Regions from separate parts of the Rattus norvegicus genome. Here region 2 is linked to region 1. A link is a contact called in public HiChIP or PLAC-seq data. All regions are on one chromosome and are shown on one strand. Each heading gives the region's core, a stretch centred on a gene start, on an enhancer-like site or on the middle of the called end of the contact. The rest is flanking DNA. Distances are from core to core; before and after follow the strand shown.

The links. HiChIP or PLAC-seq counts read pairs in DNA pulled down with a chosen protein or histone mark.
Region 2: an H3K27ac HiChIP or PLAC-seq map of oligodendrocytes shows a contact between it and region 1, with 5 times the contacts expected there. The contact joins two enhancer-like sites. A contact is called at or near these places in 1 of 12 Hi-C or Micro-C datasets (hepatocytes) and 1 of 1 datasets of contacts at active chromatin or transcription factors (oligodendrocytes).

The regions. Positions count from the first base shown.
Region 1 is chr7:92,383,144-92,385,910 of GRCr8, reverse strand. It overlaps Mtss1 (MTSS I-BAR domain containing 1), which reads left to right. Exons shown (of 16, transcript NM_001130563.1): 13 at 1,593-1,787. Among named protein-coding and RNA genes, the nearest start is that of Ndufb9, 14 kb to the right of the region's middle. Within about 2 kb of position 1,445, at least 11 of the 93 cell types and tissues checked have an H3K27ac peak or open chromatin away from gene starts, as enhancers often do.
Region 2 is chr7:92,602,647-92,605,413 of GRCr8, reverse strand. No RefSeq gene overlaps it. Among named protein-coding and RNA genes, the nearest start is that of Mtss1, 87 kb to the right of the region's middle. Within about 2 kb of position 1,398, at least 36 of the 93 cell types and tissues checked have an H3K27ac peak or open chromatin away from gene starts, as enhancers often do.

The DNA of each region.
Region 1 (2,767 bases), core at 196-2,695:
TACTATTAGCAGAGTGTCAGAAGGGGGCCGGGGACTGTCAGGCACTTGGGCCTAGTGCCACCAGCTCTGGCACCCGTTCCCCACATCTGGTCCTCTCCAGATGCTTCATCCTGAGGTGTTAATATAACTCATCACCGGCTTCCCTGCTCAGAATCTCCCAAGTCACCGTCCAGACAGAGAACCTCAATGTGTCTTTAAGACTGGCCACTATATGGAACAGACGCTGTGCTGGACCCAGTAAGAAGCTAGGAATTAGAAGCATCCTTCAGCCATTGCTTGCCTAGGGACAGATTTGTGCAATGTACAATGCCTGAGGACCTACGAGGTCTATCCCGGCTCCTTGTGCAAAAGCACAGAGCTTGCCAGGAGGCCCAGTGTGATGACCCAGTATTGCTCTGTCGGGCACAAGGGCCAGCTAATGTCTGCAGGCTCTATATGCAGCAGGACCAGAGCTTGGCCAGGTCTCCCATCGCTTTCTTAAAATCTGTGTGGGTGAAAAATAAACCTTAATTCACTGTCTGCTTCTCTCACCCCCCTCTTCTGTGTATGTGTCTGTCTCCGTCTCCCTTTCTGTACATGCCCTTCCCGCCCCGTCCTTCCTCCTTTATTTTAATTATGATTTCCGATGGCCCATGGTTTGGTTTGTTGGTCCCCTTGTGTGGCTCTTCCCCACTGCAGAACTCATCCAGCTCGGCCTCCTCAGAAGCGTCGGAAACCTGCCAGTCAGTGAGCGAGTGCAGCTCCCCCACCTCAGTCAGCTCAGGCTCCACCATGGGCGCCTGGGTGTCCACAGACAAGGTGACCGGCCAGGGTTGCAGTCATGGTGGGCTGTTCTTCCTGACCTGCCCCTGCCTGCCTGCTGCACACACAGCCATCACAGCTGTAGGAACCTGGAAACTCAGGATCTGCTCCAAAAGCTCCTCTTTGGGATAGGGCCTGGATAGGTGGAGGGCTCCCTAGCTGCCTAATGACGTGGTCTGTGAGGGAGAGAGGAAAGGGGTCTGGGGGATTTGGAGATGTGAAGGCTTCCACCCAAGACAGGGTCTGTGTTCATCCTTTCTCCCTTCTTCCTCTCGAACATCCCACAAGACTGTTGGATGTGACATCTCACTGTGTTGGAGGTCGCGCGCTTTCCCGCCTTTGAGTTTGCACCCCCATCCCTAAACTCGATGCAGAGCCTCCTCCTGGGCAGCGTGCCCATTGGGAAACCTAGAATGAACACCTCCAAATGCCCTGATTTGCATAACTTGATGAGTCTGTTCCCTGGTGCTGTGAAATCAGGCTTCACTGGTTTACAAAAAAATTAAAAACACCAGCAACATTACAAATTAAGGACCATGGTTGATTCCCAGACTGCTCTAAAGCACAGGTCGGATATTCCCCTGACTGAGCACTTACTGGGTTCTTTGCACCCTGGCTCTCCTCCTGTGTTGAGTGTCATTCACAGGCAGAAGAGCACCAGTGTTGACTTTATTTGTAAATATTCGGGTTTCCCCGTGCCCTCGGTGTCAATGCCATCTTGTACCTCAACACTCATCCTGTTATATTAATTTTTTTCCTTTTCTCCTCCCCTTTTTTGTTTTTGTTTCCAGTTGTCTAATGGGTTTTCTCACTATAGTTTATCAAGTGAGTCCCATGCAGGGCCCGTGGGTGCAGGCCCTTTCCCTCATTGCCTGCCTGCCTCCCGCCTGCTCCCTCGGGTCACCTCTATCCACCTTCCTGACTACGCTCATTATTACACCATTGGGCCCGGCATGTTCCCGTCATCTCAGATCCCTAGCTGGAAGGTTTGTGTCTCCCCTCCCTCCTCCTCCCCTCCCTAGCTCCCTCCTCTGCTCCCTTCTCTCCTCCCTCCCCAGTTCCCTCCTCCCCTCCCTCAGTTCCTTCCTCCCTTCTCCCCTCCCTCCCTCCCTCCCTCCCTCTCTCTCATTGCTTCTGTGCTCACCCCTCTAACGTTCACCTACCATCGTCCCCTCCACTCTACCCGTACTTTCACACTCTGCCTTCTTCCCCACAACCCTTCTTCCTCAGAAAGCTCCCTCTCCCCAGAGGGGGCACCAAAAAACCAGCTAGAGATATTTTCCACATGGAACAGAAACCTGAGTCTTCCTTTAGGAAACTTTAGCGCTGGAGACTAGAGATCAAGGACACTGCTAGGCTCTGTGTCTGAGTGGAGCCTGCTGGGTGGCTTCCTTCCCTCCTGGGCCACCTGCAGTGTTTTATCAGAGCCCATACTGTCCTCCTTGGCCATATGCCCAACTTGTCCCCTGACAGTCCTGCTGCAGTAACAGAACGGCAGCCCGGAGTATGCATGGGATCATTATGCCCTCACTCAGAAGTATGTGAACTTTGCTTTTGATTGTTTTATGTTGAAGCACACTTGTTTCAATATAAAAACCAAACTTTTAAGTGATTTCCACCAGGGTGGTTGAGGCTCCAGGATGGTAAGTCAGTCCTTGGGGCTGCCAGTATTTTGAGCAGCTTATAACCTCATCTCACAAAACCCTGCTGCAGATAGATCCCAGAACCCTCCCTGTACCATGGATGGCTGGTGGTGCGCTAGGGCCCCCTGGTGGCCACTTAGCCTTGACCAAATCAATCAGCCTCTCTCAAAGAGGGAGTGGAGTCCCTTCCAGCAGAAGGACTGGCCAGGCTCCTTGGGATGGCTCTCTCTCTCACTCCCTCTCTCCTGGCTGATGCTCTAGTATATAGTGACCACCTGTCAGGTAGCTTCTGCCTACCCAGTTGTTGAGAGTTTTTAATCTCC
Region 2 (2,767 bases), core at 149-2,648, 220 kb before region 1:
CTGTTCCTTCTCTCCCCATGCCCCCCCCCCCTGCCTTTCTGTCTCTACTCGCTCCTCAACTCCCCTCCCCATGCCCTAAATACTGCATACTCTATTGCATACTATATCTACTATACTATGAGGCCGGTACCTCAGGGGGAAGGGATGTCTCAGCATGGGCCCGCAGAGGCGCCCCCTTCCCCCTCACCATACCTCACTCTACCAAACATGTCTCTGGCTTCCATTTATTTATTTATTTATTTATTTATTTATTTATTTATTTATTTATTTATTTATTTATAAAACACAACAGCATTTGGTGACTTCTGTTTGAATTAACTGTTGAGTGAAGTCTGGGGTCACTAACTATACCAAGTAGCATCTCATCCTTCCTAATCTTTACAGAAAATTTTGCAAAGCCTGTCAGTGATAGCAAGCTGTCCGTTTGAAAGGTAAAGTGATGGAACACGGTGAGGCTGAGTCTTATTTATGTAAAGCATCGTCGTTCGTGTTTTTAGTAAACATTTATTCAGTAGGTACCAATGGGTGAGCCAGGCTTCGATAAAGAGCTGTTTGTATCTGTGCCTGGTTGTTTCTACTTTTAAACACATATCCTCCCTTCTGAGATTCATCAAAAAGCCCTTGTAGCCCAGTTACAAATGTGAGATCCTGCATTGCCTAAGAGCAGAGGCTCTGGAGTCTGGCCCAGCCCCCTAACAGTTTCCACCCTTGGCTTGAACACTTGTAAGGTAGCAGTGGTAAAAATAACCTCTTCTAGGAATTGTCACAGGCTCTCTGAAGCCACACATGGGAATCATTGTTTGCTGTCAGTGCGTGTTCTGCTATCCCTACTAGCCAAGGGTTTTTAATCCAATCTGCGCCCCATAATTTGCATGACAATGCCAATGGGCTTCTTCTTTTCATTTCCAAATATAAAGATGTATTGCTTAAGCTTTTTCAAGCCCAAGATTGTGAGGAGCCCTCTCACCACGGTACCTCTCAGCAAGCGGGAGGGCCCAGTGTGACCCCCAAGTCAAGAGGGGCTCTGCTCCTGCCTTTTTCCCTTAGCATCTGTCCTCAACAAGCAAGAACGGATGTCCAGCTGCAAGGCTGAAATGGAACCTAGCAGAGGCGCAAGCAAAGGGCTCCGGTTCCAATAGCTGCAGCTGTCTAGCGCCCTGAGCTATTTTTAAACCCCTTTTCAGAAACCCCGGGCCCTCGCAATGGATCTATTTTCTCAACTGCCGAGAGATAATGCTTAAAAATGGATAGCTTGGAAATATTCCACGGCGCTCATAAAAATGACTGAAATAGATAGCGAATATAAGACGGCCTTTGTGTGGAGCAGCAGAGGACCCCTTGGTGAAGTCTCTCAGACCCTGGGGCGCGCAGCCACTGGATCTGTCGCTGACAACCACCGCTTTGTGTCTTGAATATGTGCTGTGCCCAGAAAAGGCAAGAAAACCAGTCATTGTGGAGAACATCAGAGACCTGCCATTTAAAGTGGCCATCCATCCCAGGCAAGCAGGACACCCCCAAAATAACTCCCAAAGAACGGCCCTTGACTTGGGGCACTGCCTTATCTAGAAAGCCTGTCCAAACTAACTTGAACATGTCTCTGTCCCTTCCCTGAACTCTCCGACTTTTTTCTGTCCCATTGCGTAGAACCACTGCTCAAGCAGTCATGTGCTACAAATGTAGGAATCATCCTCACCTTACCACTACCAATAAAGTTCTAATATTATCCTCTAAATCTAAATGTTTAGTCCTAAGCTCTTTGTAGCACCCCCAGCCGCAGCCCTGACTCCGTGCTTCATCACCTGCCTCTAAGATTTTGCAAGAGCATCCAATCCAGTCTATTCAGGTGTTCAAGTAGGATGGAGGGCAGGGTGGGGTGGAGGGCAGGATGGGGTGGAGGGCAGAGACATACATCTTTGATTATATGCGGTGCATGCGTACATGGGATCCTGTACCGATCTGCATGTGGAGGTCAGGAGCAGCCTCAGATGTCATCCCTCAGGTGCCGTCCACCTCATTTATTTGTTTATTTGTTTATCTGGACAGAGTCCATCACTGCCCTGGGACTCACAATGTAAGTGAGATTGTCCAATGTCCAGCTCTGTCACTGCCCTCTCAGAGCTGGGATAGCAAGTGCAAGCCACCGAGGTTTTGTTTTTTGTTGTTGTTTTGTTTTTTGTTGTTTTTTGATTGGTTGGTTGGTTTGGGGTTATTTTGGGTTTTGTTTTGGTTTGGTTTTTGGTTTTTGGTTCTTTGTCTGTGAGTTCTGGGGTTTGAACTCAGGTCCTATGCTTTTCAGGTAAGCGAGTGCCAAACTGACACCTATCTTCCCGCCCCTAACTCTCTGGTCTCATCTTCCCTTACCTGACTTTGTGTTTTGTTTACCCCTTCACCATTTGCTGTAGGGATTCTTTAAAAATTAAATGTTATTATGTTACCTCCTCTTTGGACTTTGTTGCTGTTACTCAGCTGCCCTCTAAAGACAGGGGAAGGAAGCCCTTGCATGTGGTCCACAGCCCATCCTCTCACTCAACTCTTCTCCAACCTCAGCTCTCCATAACCCACCCAAATCCCATGCGCCAGCAGCATCAGGGTACTTATAATCGTCCAGGCTTGCTTTATCCCTGCTAGGAGCCCAGTTAGGCGGTCACACTGCCACCATCTTTGTTCCTATTTTTCATTGCATTACTCGTTTATTTGGGGGACACAGCATACTCATGGCCTCATGGCGATCAGAAGACAGTTTGCCAGGTTTAGTTCTCTCTCTCTC